Linked DNA regions of Macaca mulatta: region 2 is linked to region 1. A link is a contact called in public Hi-C data. All regions are on one chromosome and are shown on one strand. The core of a region is the stretch at or near the end of the contact, and the rest is flanking DNA. Distances in the headings are between cores, read along the strand shown.

Region 1 (6,067 bases), core at 631-3,130:
GCGCCGCGTAGGGATGGTACCCCAAGGAGCCCGCCATACCGGGTGTGTGGTCGTAGGGAGAGCCCTGCGGTGGAGACGCAGAGAGGTGAGTGTGGGCCTTGGTCTCCACTGCCATCGGAACGACCGAAGCACCCTTTTCCCTGCGCTCCCCGGGGTCTGTGGGTGGACGAGGCCCGCACTCCAGCTTCCTCTGGGGCAAGGCTGGCGGGGTTCAGACCTAGGAGCAACTCCTCCCCCTCCTCAGAAGGCAGCGGGGACCTTAATTCCTGGGTCAGGTCCTTCTGGGGCCCCTGAAGCTGTCCCGGCCTCGGTGCCTCCCATAGGCCCCCATCTGCCCCGGCACGTCCGTACCCCGTGAGCAGATCTGGCCAGGGCAGCCCGGCCTCCATCCAGATAGAGGCCTGGGCAACTGAGGCGACTCCGCGGTCCGCGCGGGAGCGGCCGCACGTTGGGCGCAAGGGGGGAAAACAAGGGAAGTAAAGGCTCTTGCTCTTTTTTTTTTTTTTTTTCAACACGCTAACAAATGCAAACAAAAAGCTGAGCCATGCCCAGGCACTCCCACCCTCCAAAATACTACCCCAGACCGAAGTTACAACCCGGCCGAAAAATCCCGGATGCACCGCAGCTCGACCGACTTTTCTGAAATTTAATACCCGCAAATCGGATTGCGAAGATAGGATTACGGATTTGCAACATTTTGGAGGACTAATTAAAGGCTAGGCCAAACACATTTACATTGACTTAGCACGCTTCTGCTCAAATTTCGGGTCTATTTCTTTTGAACTACTTTTCCAAAATGGCAAAACCAAAAATATAAAATTTGCAGGGCAGCCCGGAGCTTACGTTTACACCAAATGCTGCTCTTTAATTGCAGCTACCTCTCCCCACAGAACCCCTTCCCGCAAGCTCAGCGATCCGAGCAAGACGCGGCTCTCTTTTCTGAGCAACTCTTGAGTCCGAGGCCTGGGCGAAGCCGGGGGAGACAATCGCCCAAGTTTGAAGGGGTCGCGAAGCTTGGCGGGGGAGGTCGGTGTTGGCGCCTAGGCCCGTGTCCCCCTCCGCCCCCGTCCTCCCGCCGGGCCCCTGCTGCCCCTCGCCAGCCGCGGATCCCGCTCACTTACCACGTACGAGGAGAAGGCGGCGGCGGCTGCGGCCGCGGGGTCGGCGCCGTACTGGAGGTGCGAGTTGTAGCCCGGCGAGGGCGCCGTGAAGGCAGTCGAGCCAGCGTAGGGCGAGAACGCGGAGCCCGAAGAAGAGCGGCCGAGCTCATCCGTGCGGGGCCCCGAAATGACGCTGGTGCTGTACGCCGGGCACGAGTAGAGCGCCAGCGAGGCGGACGGCTGGTACAAGTAGCCCTGCGGATAGGACATGGCCACACACGGGCATGGGGCGCGCCGCGCCGCGGCCGCCAACGAGCCGGGCGGCGCCCTGCGAGGGCGAGCGGGCGGGCACCTGGCCTCTGGCTGCCCTGGGCCGCCGCTCTTCTGGCCCCGGCTCCGGGGCTCCGGCCCGCGGCGCCTCCTGGTTGGCTTCCCGCGCGCCTCCGGCTGCGACCGCCGCGCCCGCTCCTCTGCGCGCCTCGCTCGCCCCAGCTGGGCTTTTTTCCCCTCCCCTCCCTTGCTGCTTTCTCTTTTTTCCCCTCGCTCTTTGCACCGGGGGGCTCTGCTTTTGGCTTTGCAAAGGTCCTGCCAAGATGCTAAGTTGGAAATTGAGGATTCTGACGCCTTGTGCGCGCCCGAAGCTCCTCCTTCCCGGGGTGTAGTCGGTGGGAGGACTGGCAGGAGCTTCTGGGCGGCCGCAGCCAACCCGGCCGCCAGGCGCGCCTCGCCCTCTCCCTCTTCCTCCCCGGCTCCCTCTCCCGCTCGCTGGCGTTCCTCTCGCCCCTCCCTAGCGCCCGCCTCCCCTCCGCGGCCCCCCTCTCACCCCTCCTCTTTGCCTCCCCTTTTCCCCTCCCCGGTCTCTCCCTCTCTCTCGCTTTCTCTCAGACTCTCGAGCGCCGGCCCCAGGATGACAATCACATCCCAGGAGCGCCGATCTCTTCCAACTTTCCTCTTCTGCTAACTTGGGGCGGAGTGGCAGTCCCGCCGCACGGCCGGCCCTGCAGCGGGTCCCGCCGCCCCGAAGCACAAAGGGAACAAGGCCGCGGACTGTGCGCCGGCGAACGCTCTGCGCTCTCCTAGCCACAGTAGATTGCGGACTTAGCGGATTTCTTGTTCTCCGGCAGGCTGGGCTCCGAGGCCGTTCGTTGCCCACCGCTCTCTGGCGTCTTCCCCAAGCCAGGGAGGCCGAGAGCCAGCTGGAGATCCCGAATGAAAGTCTCTGGGAGAGCCGATGGATGGCCCGCGCCCAGGGCGCAGGAAGTCCGGGATGACTGCCCCTCTGCGCCGGCAGCAGCAGGTGGGCGAGAGACAGGCCTCAGACGTCTGCACGTCTCCGGCTAGCCTTCCTTCTACCGACACGCCGCCGGACGGCGAGGGAAAAGACACTGGTTCCTGGAATTACCGGGGTAGCCTTTTTCTAGAGTATGGGTGGTGGGCAAGAACTGCCAGAGAATCAGCTACACCCGAGGAGGTCTCGGGACCGTCCCCAGCTCCACTCCCACGCCTCTCCGCCTCTTTCTCCCGGCTTTCCAATCGCACGCAGCTCGCACCGCCAAGTCGGTGGTGGTGGAGGGAGCAGGTCCCCTTCCCTTTTGTTCAACTAAGTCGCCTTCCCCTTCGCACGCACTCTCGCACCCGCCCACGCTCCACTGCAAACACTGGGCAGAGCAGTGCCCAACCCAACCACTGTTTGTTCAGCGAGGCGCTGGCGAGGCAAACACACACAACTGAGTCAGAGGCAGAGCCCTTGCCCACGACGGCCACACAGTTAGAATACAAAACAGACCCTCTCCTCTCCTCTCCACCTCCCGCCGCCACAAGCCACGGAAGCACTCGAACTCTGGGACAGACAGGGGCGCTGGTGAACCAGGACAGAGGATGGCACAGGTTTGGGCACGCCGCGGAAGCTCGGGATTTCGGAAACTTCGCATAATGGGGCCACACGCAAGCCCAAGCATAACTATATACAAAGTTTCTCGCATTGACTTTGACGGGCGAGACGTACTTTATTTCGCGAGCTCACACTAACCCACCCGCCGCACCGGCACCCGCTCGGCAGTGCGCCCTCGTGCACGCGCCTTGGCTCCTCCCCTCCGTCCGCTCCCCTCCCCCAGACACCGCCCACCAAGAGGACTGACCGGTTCAGACTACATTCTCCGAGAACCCCTGGGTCCGCCCAGCCCAGTGCCTGACACCTCCTTCACCTATGATTGGGCCCTGGCCTCTCTGGGCTCCGCCCCCTGGTGACGTAAGCCCGCTTTCCTCCTAGTCTCGGCGCCAAAGGGGCGGGGTGAGGCGGGGCCTCGATCGCGCTATTGTCATGGAGACGGGAAGCTGGCGGCAGCGGCAGCGGGGACAGCTGGGCCGAGGTGGCTTCCAGCCGGCCAATGCCTAAGCGAGGCGGAACGCCCCGGGCGGCCCGAGCCTGGGGCAGCGCGGAGCCGACCAGTGGTGGCCTCGCCGGCGGCCTCTTCCCGGGCTCGCGGTGGGCCTGAGTCTTCGCCGGGAGCTCCCGGGAGCAGCGTCCCCGCCCTGCTCCCCTCGCTCCCGCCTCTTGCGGCCCCACGGCCCCTCAGCGCCCGCCCCCGGCTCCGCCCGCCGCAGCGGCAGCCCCTGGCGCTAACGGTCGGTAACGGCCCGCGCGCGCCGCCCGCCGGGGGCTCGCGCCAGCCACGAGGGAGCGTCCGCGGCCCGCGCGCCCGCGCGGCGGAGGAGAGGTGAGCCCCCGCCCCGGCCAGGCCCCCTGGCCGTGCAGTCCGCCCCTCGAGCCGCGTCCCCTGGTGGACCGGACGGACGCGGCGGTGCCCCGCGCGCGACCAGACGTCCCGTGGGCAAGGGCCTGGGCCTCGGGCCGCGTAGGCGCCGAACGAACCTCTCTGGGTGTCGGCGTTCCGCGGGGGGCGCGCGTGGGCGTGGCCCCTCAGTCCACGCGTGGCCCCTAAGTCGCCGCGGCTCTCGTCCGGGACGCGGCTTTCCGGAGTAGAGCCCTGGAGGTTTGTGCCACCGAGAACCCGAGTCTGTGACACAGACATCGTCATTACATCATCCTGCCACTCCGGCCGTCCCGCTCTTTCTCCCCCCATCCCCGCCCCGTGGCTTGTTTGTTAGTTGGTTTTTTCATTTTTTTAACCCCATTTTCTTGTACTGTCTTATTTTTGGTGTCAAGGACTGGAGAGACTCCTGCAAGATATTGAGGCATTTAGAATGTATGGTTCTGTTGCCGTGGTTGTCACCTCCGCTCTATGTCAAATTTAAGACTCATTTCTTAAGGATGTCTCTATTTTCTGCTTTATTTGCACATTGATGGCTCTGCTGCTCAGCTGGCAACGGCCACCCGGCGTCTGAGATAGAATTGTCTTAATATGAGAAAGGGAAGGGCGGATCATGATTAGCAGGCAGACTGCATGCAGGTAGCGTCTGGCGGGTTTTCTCCGTTTTTATATGAAAGCGTTCATTTTTTTTGCTGGTAAACACGAGCTTTTAACTTTTTGTCTGGATAGTCGAGACCATTTGTTTCGCTGTTCCCTCCTTCTTACTTCCTATTTATCGGCTTTTCCGTTTGGAAAGCTGCATACTTGGTAGCGGTAGTTTAATTGGTGCCTTGACTCTGAAGCTTTCTCTTCCAGCAGAGGTGGGATCTGTATCCCTCCCATCCCAGGTTACCAAGAAGACTTTTTCTCCCCTTGCTTTCTGTTGCATTTGTATCTTTCCAAACATTTAAACTTACACTAGGGATAAGTTTGCTCGGGTTGTTTTTAACGTAGGACTATTAAATATTCTCATTTTAAAACTTCCTAAAGGTTTATTGGTTTGTCATGTCTGCACGGATCCAGTTTCGCATAACTCTTAAAATTTAAAGCTTTAAAGTAGGATTCGCAGTTGTATTGCCAAGACATGGCCCTAGAGCTTGTTCTTCAAGTTTTGGCTGTACAGTTGTCATTGTTTCAGTCAAGTGCAAAAGAGGTTATTCCTGTTTATTTAGTGTAATAGCTATTTACAGTTAAAACTTTAAAGACTCATAAAAGTAGGTCTGCTGTATTTTAAAGATCTCATCATTCTTGTGGGAGAGACACAACACCAACACTAGGAAAGGCAACAGATTGCTTCTGTCATATCGCTTTGCTGTTTTGGAGTGTACTTAAAGGATTATGATTGATAAGGCTGTCTTGCCAGAGAATGTTGACACAGGTGTGCATCGTTATCTTAATTAAGATCCTGAGAAAATGTTGTCTATAAATGGTGACATAAGAAGGGCGGCATATTTTTGTACAGTTTTGCTTTTGGAGAATTTAATTGCACTTGAAACCTGTCTTTGAGCTTCCAGATTTTGTGAGCACTTTGGCAACAGAAGTTTTAGAGAGAAATGATAGTTTAATGTTAAGTGTTCTGGCATGGACTAATACTACTTGTGGCTCTTTGGTAATGCCTGTGTCGGTTTCTTTGTGCTCTATCTTTGTGGAATAATGGTTTCTAATTTTGAAAGAAAAGCATAAAATAGAGCAGTATTTTATTAAGCAAACACTTTATTAGTGTTCAGAATAAATCTGTAGAGGAAGGCATGCTTAATGTGCAGGAGCAGGAATGTAATAAGAGGTAAATATATGAGAAATTTGTGCCATTTCGTTTTTGTGGAAAAGAAGCAGTCTCCTGGGGTGCCTTAATGATCTGAAACAATTTCTTTTTCATATCAAGTACTTAGCTACAATGTTTATGGAATGCCTTGTTTTTATTTATAAAAATAGAAGAAAACTGTTTTATTTCTTCCAAAATATTGTTCTGTGCATTTGAATTGATGAGTAAGTGAAGATAGTGCATTTAGTCTCTTACTCGTTTAAGGATCTGAGTCATAACCTGGGTGACCACTAAAACAGTATTACTGTTCTTCACTCCAAATCTTGGAATGCAAAAACACTGGCAAGATGGATGCTGTTGATTATATTACCCTTGGCTTACCCAGCACCTAATAC
Region 2 (6,386 bases), core at 3,551-6,050, 450 kb before region 1:
ATACTAAAAGATACCAAAAAGACAAGATGGGAAAAATATTTCAGTAGACACAATGACAAAACATTAGCATTCCAATTACACAGCATCCTCGAATACATTTGTTCAGCTGGGACATATTAGTTGAACTTAGACAAGCACCCCAGTAGAAAAATAGACTTAACCAGGCAGTTCACAAGGAGTAAATACAGATGAAGATTCAACCTTCATTGCAATCAAGGATGCAATATTAAACAACAAGATTCAATCTTTTGGGCCTATCTAAAAAGGCAAAGGCATTTAAAGTGATGATCCCCAGGGTTGGTGAAGATGTGAGCACACACACCTTTATGCTGCTTGGGAGGAAATGAAGTGGTTTAATATTTTGGAGAATAATTTGGAAATTTATATCAAAATCTTCAAAACTATGCATGCCCTTTGTCCCAGCAAATCCATAATGAGGAATTATCCTGAAGAAATTATCAGAATTATTTATAAAGGTTTATTGTAGAAATAACTACTAATGATTTATTGTAATAACAAAAAATCGACAAGTTGAAGTCTCCAGTAACGGGATTTGTTAAACGAACCGTGAAAAATCATATTTTGGAAGATTTTTGTGACATAAGAAATGGTTAACATATACTCAAATTATTAATTTGAGTATTATTATTAATAAATTATGAGATAATGTGAAATTATGAAATAATCCGTGTACCACAAAATATATACATGCATACGTATGGATGTGCATGTATAAATATATGTATGTATGTGTGTATATATGTATACGTATACATTATATAGGCTTGGGGGAAGAAGGGCTGGAAGGATAATCTGTAGAATATTAATTTTCATTCTCTCTAGTTTCAGGGTGTTTTTTGTGTATTTTTCTATATTTTTTGTGTTTTTTGTGTATTTTTCTATATTTTTTATCATAAGAAATGCTAATGATGGCTACTACTTATGGAGGGTTTATCATGTGCCAGACATTGTGATAACTCTTCATATTTATCAGGCGATAAGATAGTAGGTCAATTTACCAGATTATAAATTACATAAAATTATACCCACTTTACAGATGAGGAAACTAAAGTTGTGTCCAAGCAAGGCCCTCGGTCTTCTTGTAGATGATGCCCTGATACCCCAAGGCCCCCCGAAAGGGCCTTGTTGTGTGTGGCCTATAGTGCAGGACCAGGAAAGAGAGTGGGAGAGATGTCTGCCTGCCTTCCAGTCCTCCTTCAATATTTAAGGGGTTAAAATGATGTGTGTTCTGGGCCAATTTTTTTTCCCCTTCTTTATCCTAAAAGGAAGCAGCCGAGCACACTGGAAGGAGCACTGTGTAGAATTCCAGGCTTGGTTTACCAGTGTGACCTTGGGCAAGTCTCTTCCTCTCTCTGTGTGTCAGTTTCCTGCTGGGGTTGATTCCACTCTCTCTTGAAAGAGGATCTGCAATAACTCAGGGGCATTACTGGGGCTGGAATAAGCTAATGCTCTTTCTTCAGGTCCCAAATCAAGATATCTATGCCCACTTCAAAACCCTTGGAGCCCTTTGATGTACCAATGCTGAAATCCATTCATTCCTTCACTCATTTTTGCAACAAACTCCTGAGTTCCACTTTCATCTAAATGTTCTTATTCAATGCCCACAAGGGATCTGTTGGGTGGGTATTAAATGGCTTTTTGATTTCTGGAGAGAAATACATTTTTATGTAGCTTCATCAGCCATGGAAGCAGAAAAATCAAAGACAATTAAGATGTTATTGGTGTCCCTATTTTCAAACCCTCCCAACACATTTAATCTGAGAATTAGCCCTTACTTTATTTGTCATCATCCACTAGCCTTTTAGGGAATCCGCTGAGCATTAAGTGAGGTCTGTTTAGCAGCACAGAGGAAGCTGACATTCACAGTCTACAGGTTCAACTCAGCCATGTCCCTGCACGTGGCTGCTACAGGTGTGACTGTGTGTAAGTGTCGGGTGGGAGGAGAGAGGCCTGGGAAGAAAGGCCCCTGTGAATTCACAGGACTCCATGCAAGTGAATGATCCTGTGGCCCCCATGCTGAAAATCCTCCATCAGCTGGCTCTTGAATTTAAACTAAAATTCCAGCTCTTCCCCTGGGGCTCACAGATCTTACCTGAGGAAGCCCTGCCCACCTCTTTGACGGCAGCTCCTGTTCCACACTCCAGCATTCTCAGCTCCAGCACCCTGGCCTTCTTTAGACAGTCCTTGGTGTCCCTTCTGCCTGGAAGGCTCTCCTCCCAGATCGTTACCTACCTGACTCCTTCTGGGATCAACTCAAAGGCAGTGACCTGGTTTGTCTCACTCACTGCTGAGAATCCCAAGCACCTAAAACAATGCTTGGTACATAGTAGACCTTTAGTGAATATTTGATACATGAATAATTTTTCCTAGGAGACATCCCTGAGGTCTGCCTGGAGGAGGGGGCATGTAAGCTGGGCCCTAGATACTAAGCAGCTCTTGGGCCTCTCCTCTCCGGCCTACTTCATGTTTTTTTTTTTTTTTTCTTTTTCTTTTTTTTTCCATCTGGACACATACTCTTTCCCAGGATGACCTCATCCATGCAGATACTGGATTTCAGCTGCTATCTTGGTGCAGACTTTCCCCACGATGCTGTCTCGCAGTTCCCTGCCTTCCCCGCTCTTTGTCCCTTCTCAGCTGTCCTATTTCTGGTGCTTAATTACAGTCCTGCTATGCAGACAATGACGATGCCATCATTCTCAAAAGATGATTGTGTCTGCTCGGTCTTTTGTCCAGAGCAGAAAGACAGCAAGATGGTCCAGATCATAAAAATGCATGCTGTGTTAGCTCAAAACCATTTCAGAAAGCACTGGAGTGATGTTGTCTGTCACCATGCTCATGGGCTCACCCAAACGGCACGTATAGCTTCTGATCTACTCTGGGCAGGATGTCTTATTAAATTAATTACAATTTTCTGACCTAAGCTCTTTCTTTAGAAGTGCTTTTAAAACAGCTTGTGTGTGTGTGTGTGTGTGTGTGTGTGTGTGTGTGTGTGTGTATGACGGGAACTGGAGTTTTTCCAGCCAGGAGCAAATTTAGCCACTAAACAGTTTGGGTGGAAGACGTGCTCCGACATTCGGCCTGGGTTTAGGCCTTGGCAAACAGAGCTGTTGTCTTCATTGGACACAACAGGCAAAAGGCCAGAGACAAACTTTTCAAGGCCCTCTGAGCATATTTGAGACCAGTTGAGGATGAGGGGGGAGAAAATCATTGGCTCCAAGAGAAGAAAAATACTATCAACTGCAAATAAATAATAATGTTATCAATAAAACTAGCAAATATTCTCATTTTAAGCTGAAAATATTATGTTTCATAAGGGGTATGAGTGTATTTTAGTATTCTGACATGGCACAGGACAGGACAACACAAAGCAGACATGCCCTGCCTGGGGAGATTTCATGAAGGCCTCGTGGGTAAACGGGGCTGTCTTTCTCTCATCGACCTCACTAGAAACCACCTAGGTTGCTCCGAAAGAGAAGGCTTTTGTGGTGGGATGAGAGAGGCTTTTATTCCCCCTCATAAATCGGAGAGTTTAAACTTCACTGGCAAGAGGAAGATTTAAGAATTAAAATGATGAAAACTTATAAAATCTTTCCAACAGGACGGTAATTGCAGTAATAATCCCCTTTGTTATAGAAGCTACTGTATTATGGGTGACCTTGACTTCCATTATGTACTGTTACCTTTAGCTCGGAATCTATAACTCAGGGGACTATTAATTATCTTGCCATAAGTGCCGGCCAGAGTGGGGGGCTTTCTGAAAGAGTAAATGCCACATCGATATGAAGTGGAGTTTCTCTGCTGCTCGACGGCTGTTATCAGCGATTAGGGTTCAGCAGCCCGTGGTCAAAGCCAGAAGATTATTCCTGCTTAGGTTCCACACCACCTCAAACTTTTCTGATCACCATGACCTCTATCTGTGATTTATCCCAGCTTGTGAAACACAACAGTTTGTATATACAATTTAAACACTCCTACTTCTTCATCAACCACATCCCTGGGGTGTGCTCTGCTGCTAAAGTAAAATACTCTCTTTTCAAATATTGTTTTCTTTGGGGTATTTTTTTGCAATTTACAGTTTGTCCCATGGAATGATACATTCCCATCTTCTATCATGTATTCTTATCGGGATAGAGAACATTAATTATACTATATCCAGCTCAATAAATGTTGACTATCCTATGTTGGGAGTGATGCAAAGAATTTTTTTTAATAAGCTAGAAATCAGATTAAAGGAAGGCCTTTCATTTACCATCTTTTTCTTAAAAGGGCTAGCTCGAACCAACAGTCTGACTACTCAGCATCCGTTGGAAATTGTATCCTTCGATTTCAATCTTCGGTTACAGCCGAGAAACTATACTGAGAAGTTCTCAGCAGTCATGACTAAGCCCAAAGCAAAATTTCCATTTTCCCCCCTAATGCCCTAATTGAATTTAGGAGTCGGTTATGTTTTGCATAGGCATCTACCCCACATCAAGGGCAGACATTCAAAAAGAGTCTTATGGAGTGGATCAGATAAATATGGGCTGCAAATGTGCTGATTTACCCCAGCTTGTAAAACAAAACAATTTACGTATACAATTTAAACATTCTTTCTAGTTTTTCACAAACCACATCCCTTGGGTGTATAATTGAGATTTCCTTGCCACCCAGAAGATAGTGAGATAGTCCGCCGGGCTTTGTTCCCCTTCTGCGGGAGGGCGACGGGGCGCTGTGAGCTGCTGCTTAGAAATGAGCTGCCGGCAGCTTCGGATTCGCGGCTGTCAGATGCTGGACCAGGCCGGCAACGCTAGAGTGCAGGCTGACATAAGGATTAGGGACGCGCTGCAGCCAGCCCGTCGGAAAAGGCAGAAGCCTCTGCCAATAGAGGCGTTGTCTGTTACCTTCTTTATTTAGGCTTCGGGAGAGAAACCGGAGCCGAAGTAGGTAGGGGGAAAGAGGACATATTTGATGCTCAAAGGCCCCCGCCAGCTTCAGTCACATTGCCATGAGCCGGCTATCCGTATAAAATGCAAAACAGCAGCCCGAAAGGCATGCTTTTCTCCCTTGGTTCTCCCTTGGTAGAGCCCTGGAGGAGAGGATGTAGATCTTCCCGTAGGTGAGGCTGCGATCTGTCCAAGGACCTAAAACCAACTTCAGTAATCAGGGACCTGGGCACCTTTCTCCTAACTAAGGTCAGAGTAACTACAGTAAGGTGATTCAACCTAACTATCCATCAGTAAGAGAATGAGAGAGAGAGAGAGAAAAAAAGAATAAAGGAAGTGACAGAATCACATAGTGGAATACTACATCACAGTTAAAAGGAATGAACTAGGTTGACAGTTGGAAAAAATAAGTTGTAGAATTTCACAAACACACCAAGTGATACTCCCCATGGCTTCTGGATTCCTCTAGATGTAGGAAAAGTACAAAAATGAAGCAAGAAGGAAACATACAACATTCAGTCCAGCCGCTGGAGAAGGAGGAAGGGAAAGAGAAGGTTAAGATAGAGACGGGACAAAAGAAACTTTGGATTTATGTGCATTCATTTTTACTAAAGTAATCTGGAGCAAATATGGCTTTTAAAAGACATGTTTTTCTTTCTGTTTTGTGGGATTTTGTTCGTTTGTATTATTCTCAGTACTTTTTGTATTTACAGTGGTTCATTTTAAACAAAAATAATTAGAAATATGAGTGAGTGTAAACCACAGACAGACGCCCACTTTCAACATAACTCCGGTGTTGGGTCCATAAGCTCCCAAGTCAGAATACAGCGGAGAAGTTGGAGAAGTCAGTCACCTTTATAATTTTAAATGGCACCATCTGGGTGTTACTGAGTCTCTTTTCTCCCCCCACCCCCCGCCCCTCTCCTTTTAGTCAAATTAAACTTATTGATTAAAGCCCATTAGTATGTAATGGATTGTTAATTTGACTCTTTTTACAAATCATATTTATCTGCACCAATAAAATATTTGGATTTAATATTCATATGTCACATTTATGGTGATGTTGATTGAGGGCCAAGCAATTTGAAGTGAAAGCAGACACTTCGTCCTTTATTCACACAAGAGAAATGCACAATTAGCTCCATGCACTCCTCCAGAGGTGAGAAACTTAAATATAAAGAAAATTAGAGAAAAGGAGAGAAACGTGCCCCCCCTTTTTTGCAGACATGAAAGAAACTCCATATAGTGTTTGCACACTATTCAGCAATGGGCTAGAATTGGTGCGTCCTCCTCGCGTGTTACTCAAGTTATTTATAATGTGGTTGCAAAATCCCAGCTAGGAACAAAAAGTCAGATTTTTGGTAAACATCGATTAAGCTGTGGCCTCTTGTACTCATTTCTCCTACAGAGGAAAATAGAGCCCCAAGAAAGATCAAGTCCTTG

The links. Hi-C and Micro-C count contacts between places; a contact is called where the count stands out from the background.
Region 2: a contact with region 1 is called in a Hi-C map of fetal cortex germinal zone, with 5 times the contacts expected there. The contact joins the enhancer-like site here to the promoter of IRX5 in region 1. A contact is called at or near these places in 2 of 14 Hi-C or Micro-C datasets (fetal cortex germinal zone and fetal cortical plate).

What each region holds. Positions count from the first base shown.
Region 1 is chr20:50,404,492-50,410,558 of T2T-MMU8v2.0, reverse strand. It overlaps IRX5 (iroquois homeobox 5), which reads right to left and starts at 1,880. Exons shown (of 3, transcript XM_001086980.4): 1 at 1,122-1,880; 2 at 1-64. The coding sequence starts at 1,370. It overlaps LOC106995021, which reads left to right and starts at 3,384. Exons shown (of 5, transcript XM_028840650.2): 1 at 3,384-3,817.
Region 2 is chr20:50,854,110-50,860,495 of T2T-MMU8v2.0, reverse strand. No RefSeq gene overlaps it. Among named protein-coding and RNA genes, the nearest start is that of IRX6, 49 kb to the right of the region's middle. Within about 2 kb of position 4,800, at least 15 of the 40 cell types and tissues checked have an H3K27ac peak or open chromatin away from gene starts, as enhancers often do. A contact at or near this core is called in fetal cortex germinal zone and fetal cortical plate, where this site is marked.